Linked DNA regions of Athene noctua: region 1 is linked to region 2. Evidence: chromatin contacts called from public Hi-C data. All regions are on one chromosome and are shown on one strand. The core of a region is the stretch at or near the end of the contact, and the rest is flanking DNA. Distances in the headings are between cores, read along the strand shown. Region 1 holds the start of REXO5 (RNA exonuclease 5). Region 2 holds the start of CRYM (crystallin mu).

Region 1 (6,396 bases), core at 3,506-6,005, 180 kb after region 2:
AAAAATATACCTGACATCTCAGGTCTGTGACTGTGCAGTAGGTTTACAGTCAGGATGCTAGAGGACTTTGTCAATACACTGAACGCAACAGCTGTTCATTCTCCCATTTAGGACCTGAATTCAAGATTCTTTGTTACACTTCTAACAATTTCAGTGAAGTTCGCATTGTAGTCTCTTGCAGGTTTTGTACAAGCCTGTTGGATTACAATCACCTCTATAAAGAGTGTAAAAATAGGAAATCAGTCATCAACACATCTGTTCTTTACCTTGATTTGCTGCTCAGTATAACAAAGAAAACTAAGAAGAAATGAGTAACTACTTAGCTTGAATTGAATTTATATCTCTGTATCTTTTATTAGATACATTTTAGAATAATCACAAAATAGGTAATGAAACATCAGAATTTTAGATTAAACATGTTAAAAACTCTCTGCATTTTGCACTTACTTGGTTGAGTAAGCCCAACAGAGTTACTGAACTAGTCAGGGTAACTAGTCTCATAGTTTAAGCCACTGTCTGTTTTCCTTTGTAAACAAGTTTACCATAGCAGCATGCTGGGACTGCACAGGAGGCAAAGGCATAAATTACTGTTAAAAGCAAATCACTATGATTCAAAGAGATGATGCAAAACCAGATACCTTGTGCGGTGTTTTGAGGTTTCAGGTTTGCTCCTTCTCCGTACAGGCTGGCTAGGAAGTTAGTGGAAGATGATAATGTGAATCTCTGAAAAAAGAGGTGTTAGAGACTTTGAAACAGAGGCAGAAATATCAAGCAAATGAGATGTTTCTTGATCCCCAAACCAGCCAAATTTAGCAAGATGGATAAAGAAGTAGTGGAAATATGTTTGGTGTTTACCTAAGGAAGAAAAAAACCCCAACACAAACCCAACACATTTTAATGACATACGATACAGGATTCTTTGTACTAAGGGACAGATTTGCCTTGTCTGATATGCTCAAGAAGGCAAATCTCAAGACTTTCTTTGACAGAAACTAAAGTACATTCCAGACTTTCTAGTTAAGTTGTGATTTGCATTTGCTGCAGTTCAAGAAGAATCAAAGTCTAGAAGTCTGAATCAAAGTGCTACTTTCTTTCTTCAAAAATTTTGCTTGTAACTCAGATAATTATTTTAATAATCCCTTTGGAAAATGGGAGAAACTTGACATAAAGTGCAAATAGTACAAGTGAGATTTTTCAACCAATGGAAATAGCATAACTCTACTGAGTGTCTCCTCACTCAGCGTAAATTCCAAATTAACTGTGATATTTTTTAATTTCATTGGCATCCTGAAGATGCAGGAAGCGTAACAGTCAGAGGTCTGAAACATCAATACACGTTTCACCTGGTAAGGCTTCAAAGATGTAAGTCCCGAAAAGTTGTTTCTAATATCAAAGCCTTGGCCTTTGTTCTGAGCTGACAATGGCTACAAATAGATCCTCTCATTAGCTTGCTTTGAGAGTCAAAGATGGCCACTTCCTACTGGAAAAGGCAGTGATTTCACTGCAGCGATTAATCCTTGGGACATGGTTTCAGGATTGGAAAAAGTTTAGAAGACAGCAATACAGGTTGGGAACTTACATGCCGGAACACTTTTCTGAGGTGTTTGAACTGCAAATAGAATTTGTAGAAATGGAGTTGGCTCGTTTCATGTAGAACAATAACCACAACCCCAGCCAGGTGGCTTTGGTGATAAATACGGCACCAGCTGCAGTTAAAAAAAAAAAAAAAAAAATCAAAGCAAAACAATTATCAAGCACTCTTAAAAACAAACTTGGAACCAGCCCAGTTTTTAAGTCAGTGAATGGCAAAGTGCCAAACGACTTCAATGAGAAGAGGCTTTATACCTTATCTCAAACAGCCACATAATCCTGGAAGCACCAGAATATAGGAGACAGAGAAAGAATGAGTTATAGCAAAATTTTGCTGCAGTACCACTTCAAGACAGTTATATCTTATTAATGTGCATCAGAATGTGAACAGACAAGTAACTTCAGCTGTAGTGATGTAGTCTAGTGAATGAATGCATAAAATAATTATCACAAAATCATTTTCTATTCACTACTAAAAATCTAAAGTGGGATTATTTTTGCCTCAACTTGTGTTATATTTCACCATATTTTTGCCATCTGAGGTTATATACCCTCCTCAGCCTTTCTCTTCCATTGCTGAGAAGCTTCCCTGAAACAGGGCAAAGTGACTAAAATGTTTTTCCCCAAACACTCCAGAATAGACTCTAGTCTGTGTCAACTATGTCTATCATGAAATGTGTTAATATTTTTTGTATCATATTATTAACATGGTATTTCATTTCTCAGTGTGTGAAACTTCTTCATTGCCACAAAATTGTTTAGTTTTTGAAAGCTGCATGAAACAAAACTATGAAAGGGTAGAATTTTTGTCAGAAAGGGAATTCTGGTCTCTGGCCAAGTCTAACAACAGTAGTATCTACATAATACAGGCTGCCATTATGGCAACTGCGTTGCAAGGATTCCAAAACCAGCATGGCCAATATGCCTTTAGGTATGTTTTCACAACACATGAGGGCACAAGACAGGGTTGATTCCTGGATATGAATGTGTTATACCTGGGCTGTGTTGCATTGTGGCAGTTTCCCAAAGCTGCATACTTTAACAACTCATAGAGCTGATCGTGGTTGATTTCGCAGTCCTCACCAAATAAAGCTGCTGACAAACGAGATGACTTTTCCTGTAGAAAGGGAAATGCTAGTAAAGAAAGGTTTTATGTAATCACACAACTTCATGGAAAATGAAGTGAATTATATGGTAAAAGGAAACTATTTACATTTGAATACAATCAACTACATTTAAAACAACTTTTCCACTCATTATAGGCAAGTTTCCTTTCAAATTACACTTTAATATTAAATTTACTATCAATATTTCAGTAACCTAGGTACTCTAACTTCAAAGATTTATTCAATAAAGATTAATGTAAATAGATGTATGTAGTAAGGAGACAAAGCTATTTGATTTGCAAACACTATGTTCTGCTCTCTCAACCCATTCACCCACTTGCTGATGTAGAGGCTTTAGGCATTTATGTAAGTGTTACATGTTGTTGCTTCATGCAAGGTTTTGCTAAAAGCCATTTACTTCATTTACATTATGTGATCTGTTTTGGCAGATGGATTTGCTGACCCCTACAGGAAAAAAATTGTTTCAGTAAAATCCAAAACTGCAGAAAGCAAGCATGAAGAAGATGAGATGGAGTAGAGACTGCGCCACACAGTTCAACACAATAGTTCTTTAAGCCTAAATGCACAGATTCTCCTAAAAGCTAATCAGCAAGTAAACGCATGATTTTGGAGACCTCCACTGACCATATGGGCTGTTCCAATGAGCACTTTTCAGCTGTAGAAATTTTAAAGACGCTCTTTATGTGATGAAAAGACATCACGACATATAGGGGAAGAGAAAAAAGGCCACAGAACACTACAGAACATCAAATCCCACAAGATAAACAACTACCAGAATCTGTGTTTTCCCCACCATGCTAACAAGCCTTGGGCTCATAATTTTTGACAGAGCCTGCCCACATGGGACTGAGCTGGTGCACTTTTAAAGCCATTTGTCATTGGGTAAGAAAGCTAAATAGAGGCGACAACCTTTCAGGTTCAAGTGGTTAAGAATCATCTGGTAATAATAATAGTAACACAGGGTGGTGTAATTGCTAGTCCCTCATCTCTCATGCTAAGTTAGACAAATGACACCGTTGTTTTCAATACAGCCTAATTAGAGGTCTGCAAAAAACCCCCCAACCAAACAGTAGAAGTTTTGTTTCACCAAGCAAAGGCTACCTGCCAACTGCAGGAACGTCAGTCTCTAATCAGGTACAAATAAGACTGATCTCACAGGTCTGACACGCTTACTCTCGTCCCACACGGGGCACTAAAGAAGCTGTAACCCGGCTGAGTAAAGTGTTACCATGAGGTTGAAACTTTGGGATAATTTGCATCCTTCGGTTGTGAATGTGCTGAGTGGATACAATGCTCCTTTCAAGATCTACTTTGTTTAGGAAAAAGTGTATTAGGAAAGAGGAGAGTGTATTTATTTTTTAACAAAATTCCTTAAATAGAAATGCCTAACACCCAAAATGAGTTCATTTCCATATTTTTTGGAGCAGAACCTAAGCCATTTGGCATTATCTTTAGTCAACCCCCTACCTAGACTGCCAGAAAAACACGGTTTTGCTGAGTTTCCAGTATCCGACGTGTGATGCAATAAATGTACCAAAACCGTGGCTGTAAAAGAGAAATACCGCACAGGCGCGGGCCAGCGGCCTTGTCCCCACAGCAGTGCACCGGGCGCGCTCTGCCGCTCACCTCTGGGCCCCGGCCGCCGCCATCCGCCTTCCTCCTCTTCCGAGCCGCCGGCCGTTCCCCCGCCTCCGCAGCGGCTCCGGCGGGCCTTTTGTACCCGTTAAGGCAGACGGCCTTTGCCATGGCCTAGAGGAGAGCACCGCGGGGTCAGGGCGATGCCACCAGGGCCCCTCACAGCCCGGCAGCCCCAGCCACTCCCCCCCCCCGGGACAGGCCCTAGCGCCTGCCCACGGCCGGGGCTCCCCAGGCAGCACCGGGAGAAGGGATCGCCCGCAGCCCGGACGCCGTGGGGCCGATCTCCGGCCGCCCCCTCCCCCAGAGCCCCGAGGAGGGACCTCGGCCGCGGATCCCACCTGAGCCGCGCCGGGCTCTGCGGGCCCCGCGGAACACGCGGTCTCGGCACGCGGCTACCTGCGCCTGCCTGCGGGCAAGGCCGGAGCAGCCGATCCGCCGAGAGCGCGGGTGGGGGCGGAGCCGCTGCGGCCGGCGGGGGGTTTGAAATGGCCGCCGCGGCGCCGAGCCCGCTCCGGGCTGGTGGCTGCCCGCCCGCCCGGCGCTGAGGGCGGAGATGGCCACCAAGCGCCTGGCCAGGTGCGGGCCGCGGGGCAGGCACTGGGGGGGCGCGGGGCCCTCCCCCTGAGGCCCTTGAAGGGACCGTGGGCGGCGGTGGCGGGAGAGGCCCTGATGGCGGCCGGAGGGACCGGCAGCGGGGTGGGAGCGGCCGCCCGCCCCCCCAGGCGCGGAGGGGAGGGGATGCGGCGGCCCCTCGGCACGGGGGATGCTGAGCCGGTGCCCTTGCGGTCCGCAGGCAGCTGGGGCTGGCGCGGAGCAGTGCGCGGGCGCGGAGCAGCGCGCGGGCGGCGGCGGGGCAGCGCTTCGGGTACCTGATCGTCATCGACTTCGAGGCCACGTGCTGGCGGGACCCGGGGCGGGGCGGCCCCGAGATCAGTGAGTGCGGGGCGGGCGGCGGCCCGGGGAGGAGGGAGGGGAGGGAGGAAGGAAGGGGGGGGGGGTGCCCGGGGCCTGGCGTGCGTATGCCAGGAGGCGGCTTTAAACGTCGTGTCTTCAGTACATTGTGCTCTTAATAACGCCCGGCGATTCCACCCCAGTTTAAAGCACATGGAATAGTTCCTGTGAACAGCTTTAACCTTCCTGGCACTGGGGTTTTTTAGGTTGTTTTTCCTCATTTTGTTTTTGTCACAGTTGAATTTCCAGCAGTCCTGTTAAACACTTCAACGGGAGAGATTGAATCTGAGTTCCACACATATGTCCAGCCCCAGGAGCATCCTATTCTCTCTGAATTTTGTACAGAACTAACTGGCATAACACAGGTATGATTGCTATTTAGCATTATTTTACACCAGTATAATCGCTATTTACTGTTTTATTTAAAGAGGCCTTTAAAGGGCTAAAAAGAAATAAACCTCAAATTTCAGTGCACACTAACATACATCTTGTTTTGTTTCATAAAGAATCAAGTTGACGAAGGAGTCCCTCTAAACATTTGTTTATCACAGTTTTTGAAATGGATTCAAAAGATACAAAATGAGAAGAAAATTATATTCAGTACAGATATTCTAAGTAATGCTACTTCAGAAGCAAAAGCATGTACCTTTGTTACTTGGACAGGTAAATAAAATTTTCATTTGCTTTTTCTATGGAGTAAGCCCACATAAAAAATTAACATTTGGTGGTGCTAGTGAGATTGTGTTTTCACTTCTAGGCAGCCAAAATCCTTGGTTTCTGGGTATGTGCAATATTGGGATAAGACTGAAAATATAAAATTCATTGAATGCTGACATTCACTACATCTTTGTCTCCAGGGTCTCGTTACATTTTTCTGCTTTACATGTAGTGAACTGTGTCACAGTTCTTAATGTGTCTAAATGATTTAATGAGGTCTTTGAGATCTTTACCCATGGGAAGTCATTCTTTAATAACAACAGGCATTCACTTATCTTGACGTCCCATTGCAGCAACCCTAGTGCTTTTCATGTACAGAGACTTCATCAGCCTGCGTCTCCTGTCCAGCAGTACAGGACGCTACTACTATGTT
Region 2 (6,961 bases), core at 10-2,509:
CTGCCAACAGAAATGGTAACACTATTGATTTCGAATCTGAAATCCCTTTCACCTTTTTGGAAGTTTCTTATACTTGTAAAATAAATTTATTTATTACTCTTCACATTAAAAAAAAAAAAATCCCATATATCTCAAAGTAAAAACTGAGTAACAGAAACACTGCTGCTCTCAGCTGTTGGGATACCAATGACATAATTCCCCTTGCTTTGCCACAGACTACTCAGTGACTGAGTCTAGGAAAAACTCCTTTCTTCCCTCACCACAAATTTGCCAAGACACCTACTTTTGACCTCTAAGCCTACTTATTTATGAGTTACTAGAACACATCTAAAATTAACTCACATACTGTGACTCAGAAGTCATTCACCATCTTATTAAAGAGCATTTCCAGCAGAGACCTAACACATATTACAGCTGTCCGCTGGCTCAACAAGACTTTTTTGCAGAAGAACAAACCTTCTGCCCCTTCCACACCTCCGGGATAAGCCGAGCCTCACTTGCCAAAGGCACCACCTTGCCACAAGGAGCTAGATCTTAACCAGCGATAAAGGATCCCCTCCCAGACCGCTCCTCCTCTCTCTCCGGCCATACCGGAGGTCCTGCCTCACCGGCCACTCTGGGAGAGGCCTGGGGTGAAAAGCCCCGGGGAGCCCCTCGCCCCGCCAGAAGCTCCCAGCGACGGAGCTGGGCGCAGGCCGGCCCGCGGCCTGTCTGACCTTCAGCCCCGCCGCCCCACTCCGCCACCCGCCCTGCCGGCTCGACCGAGGCCTCAGCCCCCACCCACGACCCTCGCTAACAGCCCCACAGACACAAACGCCGCCCGCTCGGCCGCCCGCCCGCTGCCCGCCCGTCCTGCTCGCCGCCCCGGGGCTGGCTGGGGTCAGGCCCGCCGGCAGCCGCCGGAGGCCGGACAACCGCTGTCACGACCATCAACGCCTTTGCCCCGCCGCGCACAACGCCTCCAGGTCGCCCTCACCGAGAAGGAACGCGCGACCACGGAGAATCCCTTCATCTTTCCGCGCCCCTCAGCTCGGCCCCGGCGAGGAGAAGATGGCTGTCCCGGAGGAAGACTCTGCCTTCCCGACACGCCCCATAGCGCTTTGACTTTCTAGCAAGCGGATACCCAAACTCTACTGCTCGCGGTTACAATCACGCTTTGGGGGTAGAGCGACACCTCGCGGGCTTCCGGGGCGGCTGTGCGCGTGCGCAGAGTGCCACCGCCTGCCGGTGCCTGCGGGGCCGCCCCACCCCTCGGGCCAGCCGTCGGTAAATCAGAGCGGACCCGTTTTGTGCCGTTCGTGGCCGCCTTCCCCCGCGGCGGGGTCTGAGGGGGCGCGGCCGTTCCCGGGGCGCCGGAGCTCGCCCCGAGCCGCGGTGCGGCCCTTGGCGGGGGTCGGGGTGGTGGGTGCCCGTCAGGGGGTTGTGAGGGGCCTCAGGCGAGAGCGCACCCAGGGGCGTAAGTTTTGCAACTGTGATGGTACATCCCGGGGAGGGCAGAGAGACCTGCAGACACCTGCTGAAACCGAGATGAGGAACCTGAGGAGCTTTACAGCCGGAGCCATGAGCCAGGACAAGACCTTGTGTGGAAGAAGGGCTCCGGGTTCACGGGAAGGACGCTGAGAGGCACCTCGTCAGCACCCACCAGGGACCAACACACCGAGGAAGGCCCCCGGGGAAGCCCCTCAGAGACCCTCCCCCAAATTTTAGTACATTTGCACAATATTAACATATGCACTAAATTCCCTGGAAATAAGCAGGTACTTCTCAGAAATTAACACGAATATATTTTTAATTGTATAGAAGGACTGTGCCTTTCTCTTTCGGGGTGCACGTTAGGGGGAGCGATCCCCCGTGCACCGGCGCCGCGATAAAGAGAATGCGCCTCTCAGTGCTGCATCGGCGTTAAGAGGTTTGTTCCCGATTTCGGTGACGAGGAGCGCGGCGCAGAGCGGGGACCCCGGTGGCCCGCGGGGCGGTGCCGCCGCGGGGCGGGCGGCAGCGGGGCCGGGCCGGGCCGGGGGGCGGGGGAGCCCCGCCGAGTACTTAGTGGCGGTGCGGGGCGGTGCGCGGTGCTGTAGGTCCGTCTCGTCTGGCTGCCGCTCGCCATGAGCGCGACTCCGCCCGTGTTCATCGGCGCTGAGGAGGTGGAGAAGCACCTGCACCGGGCCAGTCTCCTGCTCCCGGCGCTGGAGGCCGCCCTGGCCAACTTCTCGGCCGGCGCGGCGGGAGGCGTCGTGCAGCCCGTGCGCACCGTGGTGCCGGTGCACCGGCACGGCGGGTGAGGCGGGCGGGCAGCGGCGCTGCGAGGGGCGGTCTGGCGGAGGCCCGGGACGGGACGGCGGGAGGAGGCGCGGCGCCGCCAGAGCTGGGAACGGGGGCAGCGGCAGCGGGGGGCCGGGCTGCGGCGGGCAAGGGTCGGGACGGCGTGGGAGGAATCAGAGCACCCGGAAAGGCCCCGGGTACCTGGTTACCGAGGAGCTGGTCAGTAGCCTTTGTTAACCACTACGGCGCTGTAGGCTCCCATGCTAAAGGTACATGAGTAATGTACGTAATTCTCTTACAAGGTTCCTAGGAGTCATGCCAGCTTATAGTGCCGCAGATGATGCTCTGACAACCAAGTTGGTGACTTTTTATGAGCACAAGAAGGATTCGTCCGTCCCTTCTCACCAAGCGACTGTCCTCTTATTTGACCCCAGAAATGGTTCTTTGAAAGCTGTGAGTTTTATGTATGCTTCTGCCTTCTTCCCTGTTTATGTTCTGTCAGTTCTGCCATCTGATTCTTAGAAGCTACAGCTGGTGTAAATTGGTCTGAGTTTATCTGCATCATCAGCAAAGATGTGTTTGTGCCCCATGAGCATTTGGCCTAAATCATTGTATCTTTTGTATGTGTTAAACTGTGCTCTGTCTGCTCTTTACTACTACATGTGATGTGAAGGGTATCTGATGGCTTACAGGGTGGCTGGAAGAGAGAAATGATGAAGAATAGTTTACCTTGCGTTTGAAAGGGAAAAAACCCCTTTGCTCAATAAAGAATTGATTTTCAACCATCTTAAGTTAAATCTAAAGAGATTTACAATTGTTATAATAGGGCACAGTATTCAGAGTCTGATTTGTTTGTTTAAAAAATTTAAGAATTTTTAAAGAATATTGACCATTTTCATTACGCTTTAGTAATAGTCATTATTAAAGGGCCAAAACTGGTCAGGAAAACTATATTGGTCTTTTATTCCTAAACTGTATCAGAAAATCTTTCAGCTTTTTAAGCCCCTTAATTTGCTTGTATACAGTAGCTAATGCACATCGAGGCAGGAGTGCCCCACAGTGTGTGATACACATTAAGGGAATTCTGTGGTTCCCCGCCATCCCCTTGTGCAGACCAAGACGATGCCATGAATGACTGCCAGCTTGCACTGGTCTCTGGTCTTACTGGAGTGCAGAGTATTGCAGTTAGAGCAATCTAGTCCCTGCATTGGAGAGACAGGGAAGTGCAGTGCACAAAGAGCTGTTTGAGTTACAGGTGGCTTAGCTCTGACCAGTTTTCACTCCATTTGTGTTGGTGGAATGACATGGAAGAACTGGAAAAGACAGAGAATCTGCCCAGTTTTAAACATGTGACTGTATGGTTTGTGGATGCTATAATAGTAATTACCAATTTTATATTTTTATCTATGCTCTGTAATATCACATAATTCACAAATCTGATGAATATGTGTGGTATTTACTTATATTTTCAGTGTTCATTTCAGTTTGTTTGAACTTTTTTAAAGGTCCTAGATGGGAGTGTCATTACAGCAAAACGAACAGCTGCAGTTTCTGCAATTGCTACCAAGGTATGTCTTCTGATTCCTAAATCAAAACAAATTTAGTGGTGTTATATAAATTAACTAGAAGGAATGATGTATGTGAATTTTCATCAAATCCAGCTTTAAATTAGGTTTATGATAATGTATGTACCTTCTGGGTATGTACCTTTTCTGGGGGTTTACTGAGGTGTCTTCCTCTGTCATTTTTTTCTGTTTGTTTTAACATACTGCTTTATGACTTTGGGTGATGTAGATGTGATAAATTCAATTTTGTTTATCTGTACATCTTCTGCTGTTGGGCCATGCCATGTGGCTTGCACTGGACCTGGAGAAAGAGGAAAAAGGCACATTTCCAGGGGGCAGTGTGGGTCCTCTTAAGATAGATGGTGTCCAGGATAGATGGATGACTTGTCCAGAGGCGGCTCTTAGTTTCTCTGTTGTCACTGGAAGATGTCCAGATGACTGTCCCTGTCTACAGCCATAAACCTCAGTGTCTGAAGACAGGTGAGGTGTACCTTGCTGTATGTTGATTTACATCATTTCAATTTCAATTGGAAATTGTTGGGTTTGAATTCTTTTTTAAAACTATATTTAGCTGGGCTGTTAATAGTGGGAAGAGAGCAAGTCATCATCTAGTGCACAGCAGGGTTTTAGTCCTCACCTCAAAGGATGAGCCAATAAGAAGAGGGCCAGAGCTGAAAAATACTTCTGGTTTTCACCCATCAGCTTTGCATCAGAATGAAGGCTGATCTCACCACTTCGTTAATGGCAGTCTTCATGCCAGTGTGACTCTATCCATGGCAATAGAGCTAAACTGACAAAAAATTGGAGTGAAGAATCTGTCCCCAGGAGCTTCCTCTGAACCAAGGGACAGAACAATTTACAATGGATGCCTTGGACATGAGGTTATAGGACCTCATTCATCTTAGCCAGTCTATACTTGGGCAGTTCTGACAGTTTTTACACAGTCAAGGCTCTGCTGGCCTTGAAGGAGCTTGCCTGCCAAAGGGACTTCAAGGTCAGATCCTCCACTGTCGTCTGTTGTTTTGGGAAATTTTCAGGAGTGTTTGAGTTCAGCTCATAGTTGTCATCTTGTCCTCTTTATGGCATTTGCTTTTCAAAGACCCATGCTTTTATGCAAGGAACCTTTGAAATTAGTGCTTCAGGGTCTTTCAAAGGAACACTAAAAAGAATTCTTGCTACTGAAAAATGAGATCAATGAGATTTTTTTCAATTTATTTGCAGCAGAAAAAGTAAGAGGCTAGACAATTCTAAAGCTTTTTACATAGAAGTGAGTGGCCCCAGCAAATGCATAAAGAAGACACAAGGATAGCTTAGGGCTGGATTCCAGCAGCCCTCCCTTCCTTCTGCCAAGTACTGGTGAATCACAGGCAAGAAGTAGACTAGAAAACCAAAAGCAACGATTGAAATTAATTTTAGTTTTTGTTTCTCAGAACTATCCCTGTTTTTACAATGCTTGATGCATACATATTATGGCTCTTACAATGCCAAATTATGCTTGTGGTATAATTTACGGCTTCAGTTAATTGAAAAAGAATGTTTAGTGTGGGGCTACCAGGACTAGTTTGCAGCTACCACTTTCAGCACTGATAGCTTTCGGTATTATGAGCCATGTTTTCAGCCAGTGTAAAACATCAACACTATGGTTTTACACTTAATTAGTCACAGAGGTGTAATATATTATACTAATATTAGAGAGTGCTGAGGCCCCAGAATTTGCATTGGCTCGTGCCGTTGCATGTTAAGTCTGAATTTTAAGAGTCAGAGTTCATTCCAAGACCAGAATTAGGCCAAGATGGATTTTGGTGCTATTGACACTAGCTTTTGCACTGAAAAAATTTTTTAATATATATAGTGGTTATTGAATATTGTTTTATATTAATATGAATCAATACTAGCTTTTTATTAAAAACATTTTTTGTTTAAAAGGGCTAAGGATACTGCTTTCTTTTTAGTATTTTGATATATATTTGTCATATCTGTTAATGTATTGTCCTTACATGTTTTCTTTTATATTTGATACTGTTTAGTTGTTAATGCCAGCTTTCACAGAAGTGCTATGCATTTTGGGAGCTGGTGTTCAAGCATACAGCCATTATGATATCTTCACAGAGCTGTTCACGTTTAAAGAGGTAATGAACACATCTTAACAGGGTACATTTATTTTTTTCTATTACATTTCAGGAGCACTTATAAATAATTACAGCCAGTGAAGTTGCATTGGATCTGGCTGAGATGGAGTTAATTTTCCCATAGCAGCCCTTGTAGTGCTGTGCTTTGTACTGGCAGCTACAAAAGTGTTGATAACACACCAGTGTTTTGGCTGGTGCTGAGCAGTGCTGGCACAGCATCAAGGCTGTCTCTCCAACATTCCTCCCTCACCAGTAGGCTAAAGGTGGGCAAGATCCTGGGAGAGGACTCATCCAGGACAGCTGACCCCAATGACCAAAGGGATATTCCGTACCACATGGCCTCTGCTCAGCAATTAAAGCTAAGAGGCGGAGGGGCGAGTGGTGGCTTTTGTTGTTACAACATAGGTCTTCTGTGGCCTCAGTACATATAACCTTGCTCTACTTCTGGGAAGTGCCTGGACATTGTCTGCTGATGGGAAGTAGAGAAGAAATCCTTGGTTTTCCTTTGCTTCTGTGAGTGGCCTTTGCTCTTACTTTATTAAACTGCCTTTATCTTGACCCACAAGTTTTTTCCATCTTATTTCCTCCTCCTCTTGTCCTGCTGAGGATGAGTGTGATAGAGTGGTTTGATGCGCACCTGGCATCCAGCCAAGGTCAACCCACCAAAGAATTTAAGGGATTAATCATATTTTGATATTGTTTCTACAGAACCCAAGAATACTTGAACAGCTGTAGAATTTCTTGCTCATATGTTGGCCTTTAAAAAAAAAAATTGGAAACAAAGTAATATCAGATGGCTCTTTCTCACTGTCAGAAAATCCTACTGTGTATGCTATACTTGAATAAGCTTTCTGTGACTTTCCCTTGAATATATTTATTAGAAATATTTGTATCTTATAGACACAGCTCTACAAGGAGCTGTTATTCTGGTATTACAAAACAGTTATTCAAATGTAGCTGCACACACATGAAATTTAGTTGCTTGTTTGATGAGAACATTAAAGG

The links. Hi-C and Micro-C count contacts between places; a contact is called where the count stands out from the background.
Region 1: a Hi-C map of heart shows a contact between it and region 2, with 4 times the contacts expected there. The contact joins the promoter of REXO5 here to the promoter of CRYM in region 2. A contact is called at or near these places in 2 of 2 Hi-C or Micro-C datasets (heart and liver).

The regions. Positions count from the first base shown.
Region 1 is chr15:11,791,927-11,798,322 of bAthNoc1.hap1.1, forward strand. REXO5 (RNA exonuclease 5) reads right to left here and starts at 4,756. Exons shown (of 20, transcript XM_074919530.1): 1 at 4,694-4,756; 2 at 4,344-4,466; 3 at 2,586-2,707; 4 at 1,580-1,706; 5 at 639-723. The coding sequence starts at 4,463. ERI2 (ERI1 exoribonuclease family member 2) reads left to right here and starts at 4,844. Exons shown (of 8, transcript XM_074918871.1): 1 at 4,844-4,931; 2 at 5,149-5,288; 3 at 5,544-5,671; 4 at 5,813-5,969. The coding sequence starts at 4,909.
Region 2 is chr15:11,617,754-11,624,714 of bAthNoc1.hap1.1, forward strand. CRYM (crystallin mu) reads left to right here and starts at 1,260. Exons shown (of 8, transcript XM_074919539.1): 1 at 1,260-1,757; 2 at 2,565-2,715; 3 at 3,768-3,830; 4 at 5,855-5,956. The coding sequence starts at 2,578. It overlaps UQCRC2 (ubiquinol-cytochrome c reductase core protein 2), which reads right to left and starts at 1,111. Exons shown (of 14, transcript XM_074919477.1): 1 at 977-1,111. The coding sequence starts at 1,012.